2 separate regions of the Columba livia genome follow, and region 1 is linked to region 2. The links are chromatin contacts, called in public Hi-C maps. All regions are on one chromosome and are shown on one strand. Each heading gives the region's core, a stretch centred on a gene start, on an enhancer-like site or on the middle of the called end of the contact. The rest is flanking DNA. Distances are from core to core; before and after follow the strand shown.

Evidence for each region. A called contact is a pair of places that touch in the nucleus more often than the background predicts.
Region 1: a Hi-C map of crop shows a contact between it and region 2, with 2.1 times the contacts expected there. The contact joins the enhancer-like site here to the promoter of MAML3 in region 2. A contact is called at or near these places in 2 of 2 Hi-C or Micro-C datasets (crop and liver).

Annotation. Positions count from the first base shown.
Region 1 is chr4:59,558,703-59,564,684 of bColLiv1.pat.W.v2, reverse strand. The region is part of intron 1 of MAML3 (mastermind like transcriptional coactivator 3); the gene reads right to left. Among named protein-coding and RNA genes, the nearest start is that of MAML3, 53 kb to the right of the region's middle. Within about 2 kb of position 3,839, at least 2 of the 3 cell types and tissues checked have an H3K27ac peak away from gene starts, as active enhancers do.
Region 2 is chr4:59,506,185-59,512,665 of bColLiv1.pat.W.v2, reverse strand. MAML3 (mastermind like transcriptional coactivator 3) reads right to left here and starts at 3,754. Exons shown (of 5, transcript XM_065062014.1): 1 at 2,342-3,754. The coding sequence starts at 2,791. It overlaps LOC110356966 (a long non-coding RNA gene), which reads right to left. Exons shown (of 4, transcript XR_002410349.2): 4 at 6,176-6,309.

The DNA of each region.
Region 1 (5,982 bases), core at 2,590-5,089, 52 kb before region 2:
GTGTCACGAGGTGTTTCACTAATACACTCCATACCTTGCCTTCAATTTTTCTATTTCAGCCCCATTCAACAGAGCATCCTTATTAGGATACAATCCAAACAAGTACTTAAATGCCTTCTTAAATGCTGTCATTAATACAGATGGTTTAAATACTTTTCTGAATGAAACCCTTTAACTGTAAGCTCCTCAGGATAGAAAGAATGATTTAGTTTTGGCTTACATCAAACTGAAAAATCAGACAGAAGAATGCTCTTCATGGCTGCATCCCTGGCTTGCTGACAGCACACACAAAAAAAGTATCTTATTGCTTTCTCTAAACTTTGTGTTTTGGATGTTAAAGAAGGAGCATACAAGAGAAAACACTTAAAAATCTAATCAGACAGACTACTAAGCATATGCTCAGAGAAAATCCACAGAGCTGCCATTTCTGGAACAGAATTACAATCATTCAATGTCAGAGTCTTCCCTTGTACAACGGGAAAAGTGCTGCTCAATCCATCCCAAAGACATTAATATGATTTGTTGCTTGCCCAGTGCTTTGAGATAAAGAGTCCTCTTTATGCCAATACTAAAATTACTAGAACCTTTTTTTTGCCTGAGTCCCCAAGTGTTGTTCCTGGCCTCCTACTGTGGGTGGACTACCTCCTCCTGACAACAGCTGAGTGCACCTTCCACCCATGCCTGCGAGCAGCACTCCTACAGAAGGTAGAGGGGTCACCAGAAAGCAACCACAAATGATACAGAGGGGCTGCACGGACCCTGCAGCACTCCCAAGCCTTGCTGCCCTTAAAAAGGAGTGTATTCAAGTCAGCGCTTTTTGAGTTAGGAATCGTGTTTTCCCTCCCTTTCCTTTCAATCATTTAATTAAATCTTTGGTAAAACAATAACAAACACAAAACACTCCAACCCTCCCATCTTCCATTTCCATGGCAGAAAGCACAGCACACGTTTTGATTAAGCAGCCTCCCTCCCAGCTGTGAATTGACTGAACAGAAATTCATGAATGCGGCAAGGCCATGAAGAATATGTGCATGTTGCACAGTCTTAAGCACACACAGGACTCTGATTGTGCTGGCATGTTTTGTGTCATTTTAATGACGCACAGCCCTGCTAGCTTCCCCTCCCCCAAAGCTTTATGTAGGAGGCATAATTATGTAATAAAATTCCCGTTTCTGCAGCATTCACCCCATACCAACACAGAAATGCAGGCTTTATTATTCTTCCCAGCTGGTAGGCACTGAATTACTAGTGTTTTAACCCTCTTTTCACTAAACCCTCAGTTTAATTTCTGACTCGCAACAGCAGGAAAAACAGCCACTGATCATTTCTATTCTTTCCACTTGTGAGGCTGATTCTGGGCCTTTGAGATCATTTTTATCAGCTCATAAAACACCTGCTTGTTAAAGATCCAAGCTATTTCCTGGAGAAACTTTCAGTCATTGTGGTTGCAGTTGTTTCCAGGACTGGTATGCCACAGCCTCAGGACAGAACTACCTGACCTGGTTTTACACTGTGACTGCCCTGAGAAGGACGGCACGCACGCTGCAAAAAGGGCAAACGTACAACTGAGCAGCACGTCATGCTGCTCTGCTGACTATGAGGCCTCCATAAAGGTGAGGCCCCAGGTATGTGATTGATACTGAAAGGGTAACTTCCTTTGACATCTTGGTTTCATTCCTTGAAAGAGCAGGGGCCACATGATCACACACACATCTGCCCTTGCTGCAGAGGAGCCTGGTTGCTAGGCAGTCTTTGTTTCTACAGAGCAGGGCATGGTTTTGCTTTTCCGTACCCTGCTTGTTGTTACTCAGGGGTGCAGTCATTTTGGAAGAGCTGTTAAGCAAAACCTGGACTGAAATCTCACTGAGATAGAAGCCAGTGGACAACACACCTTATTGGAGTCTTTTTGTCAAAACAGGGTGTCCTGTATATTTGTAGAGGGGGCATCCACACCCAGACAACAAGATGGTGATGACCCAGAAAGAGAAGGCTTCTTACACCCCCAGATTTACACTCTTTCAGCCAAAATATTAAAGACACTTTGTTATGACAAAGGTTTCTGAGCCAGATGCTGCCAAGCTTATGTTTGAATGGACAAAAGTTTACAGTTAATTACCACATAACCTCTTGTGTTCCTGGAACTTCCACAGAACTTCCACATTTGGAAAGGGATCTGGTACCTGGGAACGTGCACACTACTGGAGCAGCCTCAAGCAAGATCATGTCTTGACGTCTCCCTCTAGTGCCTGGCACCAGGGACCAAAGCGCTCCCCAGGACAGCGGGGTGAGGAGGTACAGGGGTGCTCACACAGCCCCTTCTCCCTGTGCCACAGAGCAGAGCCTGTTCCAGACCCAGTTATGCTGTGCTGGAGCCTAGCCCTTCCACGCCTGGGAAAGTGAACTGCCCGCTGAGTCACATTGCCTCTGATCCACGTACTTCCAACCTTCCTCCCGCTCAGTGCAGTGACTCCCAGATCCTTCCCTCCACCTTTCCTCATTCCTGTGATTCTGACAGGTCAAGAGGGGACAGGATTTGGTCCCTCAGTGAGGTACTTGTTACAGAGAAAACTACCCACCAGCAGGAACACACCCAGGAGTACAACCTGAATTTTGCAGGATTCAGAGCAGAATTATGCCCCAGCATTGTGCATTTGTATATAATTTCCACAATTGCAATTCACAGCAGCTTTCTTACTAGAGAACATGGCTGTCACCACTTTAACAACATTCGTTCATCAACCCCTACTGACCTTCATTTGCAATGTCCCTGAGCAAGTATTTACTGCTACCTGTCTGGGGCTGACTCCAAACACCCAGCAGACTATACTGCTGGGATACAGATACCCCTCTCAGAGTTTTTTCACACAGAGTTGTGAACACAGTGCATAATCTTCCCAATAATCTGCACTAAGTAAGGCCTGCTGAGTCACTATCTCAGTTTTTCTGTAGGCATAAATTTTCCCAACCCACCACGAGCACAGTGTAAGCAGTTGTACAGCAGCACAGACCAAAAGAATAACCTTAACACGAAGGAAAGAGGGTGCTTTATCATCAGGGCCTGAATGCCTAAAAACAACGAGGTGCTGAGGACAAGACCATTTTCCCTCACACCCTCCCTGCACGCTAGCTAATCCGGTCAGCCTTACTGCTCCCACCAGCTCTGATGGGGAAGATGGTCAACACCTTGTTGGTTACTGGTACCCTGGGCCATTTGTGCTGCTAGTTAATGGAACCATCATCTCCATATCCTGGATCAGGTGCTATAAATACTTGCACTTTCATCTGCAACTTCAGTTAACAAAGTTCCTCGCAGTGTGAAACTTCAAAGAAATTCTTTATTCTTAAAGTTATAGACAGAGTTGTAAAATCTTCAGCTCACTTCTTTCACTCCTGTGACCATTTGGTTTTGTTATGTAAAAAAGCTTCATTGGGAGAGAGGAGAGAGGAAAGAATACATTTTTAAAAATTAGGAAGATTAATTCTGCCCTTCCTTATTCCACAGCTTTCCCTATAAGAACACAACAGGTTCACACACTTATATAAAAGGCACTTTTTCTTCCTAGGCCATGTCACAAGAGATAGTGTGAGATTGGGGAACAGGCAGCAGAAGCAAAGCTGATCTGACCTTTGCCTATAAACATCTTGGGAGGGGTGGAGGGGGAGCTCAATAAGGTTTTTCCTCCTGTGAAGCTTCAGGCAGCCACAGGAATGTATCTCTAGGAACGGGCTGGCTGGGTAAACTGGATAGAACAAGTTGAGAGCAGTGTTGCAGCTTGCTCTGACGCCATTTCGGAGAGGGAGAGGGAGGGAGGGAGAGTTTCGGCTACAGAGGCAAGCACAGCTGCTGCGGGGCTGCCCCTCGCACCCTCAGCCACTGCAAGGCACGGGGCAAATTCTGGTGGAGTCCGCAGCAGAAAGCAGGGACAGCTACAGAGAGCAGAATGATGGCTTTCTGTTTCTGTAGCTGCGGCACCTCGAATCTGTGCACCGGAGCTGCCTTTGTTGCCAAGGCTTGGCTGCGGTCATGAAGACTGGGCAGGGCTGGGATCAGGCTGAGACTTGAAGCTGTGTCCCTCAATAAGCAGGGCTGGGATAGCAACGTTTCCACTTTCTAATGATAAGTCTTACGAACTTTGTTTAACAGGAAGATCAGCGTGTGGGTGTATTTATGTTGAAATTAACTAAGTTTAATCACATACAGCAAATAGTTGCTTTTTAACAGAGTCTGTTTCCTCCAACGAAAGGACTTGCCTGAACTTGAACATTAATTCAGATTAAGGTAGGATGCCAAACTAAAGCACAACTGTTGATCCTGAAGAACTGCAACTGTGAGTATTCCCCTGTGGAACAAGAATATCTTGATCCAGTTTGGTTTAGCTTAGCTAAACTGGATGACAGTGTCACAGTTCTGAGAGGTCCCCGAAACCATCAGTTCCTTGCATGGCTGAATTCTTATTAACAGAGTTAATTTCTGTGACATATAGTAACTGAAGCAGATTTCTTTTTTTCTTTTGAAGTGGTAAAGAAAAAGGAGATTTTACTACTCTAACATTTTATTGTAGAAGGCCAGATTTACTTTGTTGGAGGTTTGTGTGTGTGTGTGTGGTAGGGTTTTTTTTTTTACTAAAGAACTGCCCACATTGGCGAGTACAGTTGACCTGCTAAGAGAATGCAGTTGTTGCTGAGTTTGGCCAGGCTGGGATGACTGTGCCAGGACAGCAGCTGACATCCACAGCTGTGTTCTGGGATGTTTAACCTCAGCACTTGTTGGCCAGGCGCAAGTGAACATACATACTGCCGATAAGCAGTGTTTTATGGCATGGAGCTCCTTATATAACACTCATTTTATACTGCCATTACTTGACTAACTTCCACAGAAGTATGTTGTAAAACAGAGAAAGTGCAAGGTGAATCAAGTCCAGCAGTTCTGAGAAAGACCCCTGCAACATGTTTTTTCCTCTCAGTCACACTAGAGTAACCCTGGAACACCCCTGTACAACTGGCCCCTGCAGATATGGACTTAAACTGGTACTAATGACTTTCAAGTTGGTCCAGATGTTTAACACACCCTCCAGGAAGATAAATTTATATTCATTCTACAGATCCCATTGATGATACAACCTGATGCACCAAGAATCTAAATGACATGCCGAAACCCATAAAAGCCAGTAGAGAAAAGGTCAGAAATACTGAGTCTCTTATGGAAGACACGAGAACTTATGTGAACTCTATACCGTCAGTTCCATGCACGTGGTGTGCAATTTCAGATAAAGATTTTTCCATGCTTCCCTTCCAGGTTAGATTGTGATTTCTCTCTCAGTAAGTTTAGAAATCCTGGGCCAAACTCTTCCTTGGTGTAATTCCACTTGGACTGATCATATCAGGATGAATTTAGCCCAGCACTTCAAATTATGCTTCATTTATTTCTCAGGTAAATCTGAATATAAATTATGAAATTGAAGAATGAGATAGACCAGAGCTAAGTAACTTGAAGAACAATGTATCTCATCTTTCTAGCTTTAATCAGGCAAAACTTGAACATGAGTTGCACTTAATTAGAAGTTTTTCTTTCCTTTTTAAGACCCACGTTACTCTTTTGTTTGTTTGTTTGTTTGTTTCATGCTTGCTATTCTTACAATTAACATTTATAAGCACTATACTGGAAATACATTAGAGATGAAAAAAATCTTTTTCAGAATGCCTTTTCAGTTGTTTGTGAATTGCCAGCTTCATTGTGATACTACAGTCAACTTCTACTATTAACTTCAGATTCACTACCATAAACAACCAGTTATAACACAGTGATGTGGTGGTTGCAGAACACTGACAGGCAAGTTTGGGCAAGTGCTGTCTCAAAAAAAAAAACACACCAACTTTTACTACTTATTATTACTCTTTGTTTTTCAAAATATAGTTCACAATACTCCATGTTGACTATGTCCCCTTAAATACCATGTTTGTCAGTGTTTTCACCTTCTCTTT
Region 2 (6,481 bases), core at 2,505-5,004:
TTACGACTAATTTCATAGCAAACTATCCCTTCATTAGGCTACTCTTAGCTCTTGGAGTGTCCCAACCTGAAACAAGCTAGTAACAGTGCACAGTTACAGAGCTTTAACCGCAGTTCCTCCTTTTGTTACTTTGTTTCCATAACTTTCACATTATAGCATGGCTTTGTATATCCATCCTAGATCTTCAAATGAAGGCCAACAAACCAACTACTTAACTAAAAATTCTGACGGTTAAGGCTTTAGCATGGGCTTTGGAAAGAAGGTGAAAGGACAACCCACGACTAGCGAAGGCCTAGAAGCACAGGAGCTGTTCTGGAGCTGGATATGTGCAGAGTGCACCATGATGCTTCCCCAGAGCCTGAGCAACCAGTCCCTTTTCTGTATCTTGTGAAAATGACATGGTGTTTGAGGACAGTTTGGCTGACGAAAGATAGCCCCTGCTCATGGAGTGCGATTAGAGACTCAGTTACTGCACTAGGAGTAGATCTAAGTCAAGGCAAAGTATTGTGGTGTGGGAGCACCATATCAAGTGTGTATTTAAAAGCCTCAGTCCTGCGGAACGGTGAGAGAAGGAAGAGAAATATGGTTGTGCCTTCCTGGTAACATCAGGAAAGCAACAAGATGTCAGTGAGGTTTTTTTGCTTCCTGTTTGCGAAGCACGGCCCCCCCTTCCCCCCCGCCGCTTTGTGTGGCTCCTGCTGGCGCTCCCTCCCTGCGCGATTCCTGCGCTCCGGCCCCGCTCCCTCCTCTGCCCGCTGCCGCGGGTCCTGCGCGCCTCCCCGCCGCCAAGGAAGGAGTCCCGCTCTCCCGTCCCCCGTCTGGCCTCGCCGGGAGGTGTGCCCGGCTGCCGGGCGGTGGGGACTGCTCTCCGGACGGGAGGACGCAGGGAGGCGGCAGCCGCGCTCTGCTCCTTATCGGCGGGGCGGGAGGTGGGCGCTGCACTCATCACTGAGCTTTTGTTTGCTAGTGGCGAAGCGATCGCCACTGCCTCGCCCTCCGTGACGGAGCGGGGCTGCGGGGCAGACAAAGCGCCCGGTAGGACAGCGAGGGGCAGAGGGAAAGGGTGCTGCCCGCGAGGCTGTGCGGCATCGCGCAGAGGAGGAGCCGGCAGCACGACCAGGGGAGGACAGGCTCGGCGCGGCCCAAAATAAACAAATTGCTCCCCGCTTTCAGATGCGGGGGGCGGGGGGAAGAGCCACTGCCGGGACGGCCTCCTCCCCGCCGCTTTGTCACGGAGACCCCCCCATGCGGGGCCGTCGGCAGCTGCCGCCCTGTTGGACCCTCCCGCACCGCCGCGCCTCCTCGCGCAGCAGGGGAGGGAGAGAGGGAGGGACGTGCAAGGCTTGTAAACCACACGCTGCCATCGCACCTCCCCTCCCTCTCTCCTCCCCGCCGGTCTCCGCCGCCTATTGTGCGCCCGGCAGACGGCGAAGACCCAGCTGCCCCGTGCCCGCCCCCGAGAGCCAGGCACCCCCGCCCCGGCACGGGGCGGGGGGACACGTCAGGACACACACGCGTTCCCCCCGAGGCGAAGTCGCCCGCTTGCTCCCGCCGGCCCAGGCGAATAGCCCGAGCCGGCGGCGGCACCCACCAGAACGAGTGGCGGCCGCGACCTGCTATAAATAAGGCTCAGACGGAGAGCGGGGCCCGGCTCCCCCCGCACCGCCTTTTATTATTCATCATCGGTGCAGCCTGGGAGTGGGAAACTCCGCTTCCTACTTGCCGCTACGTTCCTACCGGCTCAGCCCCCGCCCCTTTTCCCCCCTCCGCTCCCCGCTAAGCTCCTTAAAACCCAAGGAAACTTTAGGAAGCGATTCAGCTCGAGATGCTGCTCGCGTGGGCAGCCTGGCTCCTGCACGCCGGGGCAGCCGAGGCGAGAAACCTGCCCAACTTTTCCTCCTGCCGTCACCCCAGCTTGCGGAGCTAACTTCCACCTTCCTCCGCGGCGGGATTTAAAAAGGCAGCCAGCAAAGGCGCACGGCTGCCTAGCCGCACGCCTCCCGCGCGGAAAGCCGTCGCAAAACACGCACGCACACAAAACCCTTCTCTGGCTTTCGGCAGCCCGCCCGGCACCGCTCCTTCCCTCTTCCTCCCCCCACGGGCGGCTCTTCCCTTCTGAAAGAGACCGGGAAAAAAGTTTGTCCGCTGCCCCCGCCCCTGCCCTGGAGAAGTTGCAGAAGCCACCCGGCAGCCCCCCGCTCGCCAACCTTGCTCGCGGCCCTGCCACCTCCAAAGTTGAGCCGAGCCCCGTCCCCGGCGGAAAACAACGGTGGCGACCCCCAGCTCATCCCGGCGAGAGACTCGGAGCGGACAGCGACTCCCCCGGCCCGCATCCCCTTACCATGATCAGAGTGTGGTTCCTCTGCTCCGCCGCGGCAGGCTCGGCATCTTGCTGCTGTTTGCTCTGATGCTGCTGCTTGCTACCGCCGGTGCCGGTGCCCGTTTTCTTGGCCCTCTGCTCCAGGGTCCGCTGGTAAAGGCTCACCGTGTCCCTGCGCTCCAGCTCCAGCTGCTCCGCCTGGGCTTGCTGGTACCTGCTCTCGCAGTTGACATGGTGCCGCCGGCAGCCCTCGATGCGCTGCCTCAGCCGCTCCACCACCGTGCTGTGCTTGGGAATGCCGCCGCCGCTGTTAGCATTATTGTTACCGGGAGCAGCGGCAGGAGGACCGTGGGGAGTGCTGTTAACCCCGATACCGGCACCGCCAGCCCCGCTGAGGCTGCTGTTCAGGTTATTGTTGATGCAGATACTGCTGCCATTCGCGGCGGCAGCGGGGGCTGCAAAATCCCCCATCCTCTTCCCCGTGCACACTATTTTGGAAGAACTTTTTATCCTACCCTTCACGCACACACAGTCTCCTCCGGGGTCCTGATGAGATACTTTTTAGAGAACCGGGGGGGGTGGGGGGGGAGGGGGCACCACCATGGATCAGGGAAACAGCGATCCCAAGCAAATGTTTCTCTTTCCCCACAGCCAATCCCTCTCGAGGAGCTCCAAAACATTAAAAAGAATGGGGGGGGGGAGGGAGGGAGGGAAATAAAGAAAGTGCTAAAAGGTTATCACCAGCAACACAACCAACAAACACACACACAAAAAGCACAACAAACTAAGCAGCAGCAATTCGGGTAGCAAACTCCAGGAGATATTCAGACCAGTTCCTTTCCTCCTTTTTCTTTTTTATAATCCATCATTTCAAAATAGGTTCCATGAGATTTCCGGAGATTTTGCCAAAAGTCTTCTCTCCCCATGTATAAAGAGAAACACACGCGCTCCTCCACAAGCACACACATATACATACACACACGTTCACACACACACATCCAAGCACAAGCACACGCTGGGCACACACGGCACACTCACTCGCACTCCCCGGCATCAAAAGACAGGCAAAGCCGCTTTCTTATTGTATTTTCCTTCTAGAAAAAAGTTTTGGTGTTTATGCCGCACCGCGTTCGCAAAGTACTTTGGCTGCTCAGTTGCATTTCGACAGGAACCTAAATAGCAAATCCTCGGGCTGGGGGAAGTAAACACATGAACAATCCGGGCCGAGCTGGAAAAAAAGTAGAGCTCTGAAGTCTTTGCAAAACGCCGAGCTGATACAGCCTAACGCTTTGCTCTGCTTTGCTTGCTGCTGCTCCTCCTGCCACCATCACAATGATCAAATGCTCTCCTCCTCCACCTCCACCTCCTCCTCCTCCATGCCAGCGGAGTGATATCAGGACAGGAGCGCTCAGTAAACACCGCAGCAGCAGCAGCAGCAGCTCCTCCAGGCCGTGAGGCAGACCCGGGGACAAGGTGCAAAACCCGGCACGGACGTCGCCCAGCAGGAGCGGACATGGCGCTTCCCCCGCGGCGACCGCCGCTGCGCTCACGGCCGCCAGCGGCGCGGGGTGTCCGCAGGCGCGGGGCAGCGGCGGGCACGGCTACGCGGAGCGGGGACAGCCACCTGCCGCCCCCGGGACGCCCCGCGCTGGCCTTCGCGGCCCTCCGCTGCGCGCTGGGGCTCCCCGTGCTGCGCCGCCCTCTGCGCGGGGGCAGGCGGCCGCCTTACCCGGCCGGGCGACGGGGCGGCCGCGGTGCGCTGGGCCGGAGCTGGGTGCTGCGGCGTAGCGCGGCGGGCACCTGGGGGCGGGGGGCAGCGCCTGTCCTGAGCCCCGGCTCTCGGGAAGCGCTGAGGCCGGTGCCGCCGGCCGCGGAGGGCCCGGAGCCCGCAGGCGAGCAGCCTGGGGCAGCGCTGCGCGCAGAGCGGAGGGGTCTCGCACCCGGCGGCAGGCTGCACCCCGCGCTGGAGCGGCGTGTGCCGCCGTTTCCATTCTGTGTAAACTGTTGCATAATGAATGCAAACAGAGCGGGGAGCCCTGTGCCTCCCAGACACGGGGCTGAACTTTCTATTTTAAACAACAGCAGAAACATGACACGTTGGGCAGGAACGTTTTTCCAAGCGAACGGTGGCTGCCTCCAGATAGAGCGCGGGTGATTAATGGATCAAGAATAACATCCCAGGAACCTCGCTTTACACCATTTTGCAGACAAACCTATTGCTCACACACTTTTAATTGATTGTTATTTTCTAACTAGTAATATCAACTATTCACTTCCTTTTTTAAAATATACCTACATAAAACAATTTTCTCAGAGACATGCCCTTATTCTCTAACATGCAGCTGGAAATAAAGAAAATTGGGAACTCATACATTAGTCATGAGATCTGATTTAAACCATCATCATTTCTGCCATTGCAGATTAGCATAGGATACTATTTCTAAGCTGACAGTGGTAAAAAGCTGTCTTTGTCTTCTTTAGACGCTCAGCAGTATTAAATTTGGTTATAATTTTATTCCTATTGCAACAATTCCTGACTATGTTGAGATGGAAAATCACAGTGGACAAACAAATTTCAATAATTAGTACTTTCCTTACATTGGGGCTAACAAGCATGTCTCCTCCCCCCCCCCCCCCCTTTAAAACATTTCTTCTGTATTTTGTAGTTTGAGAACTAAAGTGAACCTTCTTACAGTTTTTCATGATCACCAGTTATTACTTCTCATGAAAAAAACAGGGCACAATTACAGTGGGGCTCAAAAGCAGCCTAAGAGCTAGGGGAAACTGCAAATCCTGCATAACTTACAGTACCCCTGTTAACCTGGAGCCAGGGGATGTTGTAAGTTCTTACAGAACTATTCCTCTCCATCTGACTCTACAAGACAACAGTATTATCTGGTCGTATATGAATATATGGGAAAAGATTGAATGCAAGAACTAAGGGGGGAGGGGGAGAAGGAGGAGAGGGATTTCTTGTTTGTTTTTTTTTTTTTGTTTTGAGTGTTTGTTTGTTTTCAATTTAAATGGAAAGTGTCAGTAGGCCAGAAACGCAGACAGCTGCGAATTAGGTTTAACTTCGGAAAAGTATTTTTTGGGTTCCTCCGCAGTGCCCCCTGCAGCCCGCCAGCTTTGCCGACCGACAGCCTTGCTCACAAGGATGTGCAGAGCCGAGGAGCACTGCAGTCCGCAAAAAGACACAAATGTTTCATATACCCACAGAGTCAGAAATACACGTTAAAGCAGTGGGGTTTTCATAGACTGCTTTTTTGGTGCATTTTACAGAAGTTGTCTTCTGTTTTTTAAGTGCATGCTGGATTGTTATAGAATTCCAGCCGATTAAGAATTTAGGATTTTTTTCTCTCTCTCAGCTACGTTCTGCCAGGCTGCACAGCCCAGGGGTGATGATTTGAGTAACAAAGTTTCATACTAGTCAGTGCTTAGTGTTAGAAGTTTTGCAAACAGATCAATCACCTATTTTGTGGGGAAAAAAAAACACAACCAAACAAACAACAAACCAAACATCTGAATACATTCTAAAAATGGCCGAGGTTAAAGCTGAGCAAATGTTTCTATCTAATCTATTTCCCCACTCATTTTAACAGCAAGAGTGATACTTGCATTATTCTATAGTATAATATTTTATAAAATAAAACACTATCCCCTACATCTAAAACAATCAATAGAATCAGCATTTCATTTAAAAAAAAAAGTCAATCATGCTGTTATTTTACAGCTGTCACCTAGCACCTAAGAGCTAACTCAAAATTTTCAACTGACAAGAGAGTTTTCTTTTAAAGCCACGTATTGAATGGCAATTGTGAAATAGCATAATAGAGATAAGATTTCCCAGTTCATTTTTGCACCGCTTTTATTTTAAGGATACTTACACAAACGATTACCAGCTTCTCAAAAACAGTGGCCAAAGTGAGCTGTTTAGGGAAGTATTTAAATTCAATTTCTGTGACAACTCTTCTGCTAAGCTAGTGAGTCTGGATAAATGAAAACAAGAAAAAAACCCCTCAGATTGTAGCCTGGGCAATGCAAGAAATAGATTTAGGCATTGTTCTACTACTGATTATTGTAATTAAAACAGATGTTCTTCATAACCTTGACCAAACAACTCTGTTCTGTCATCAGACACAAGCACAGACTCACTCATGA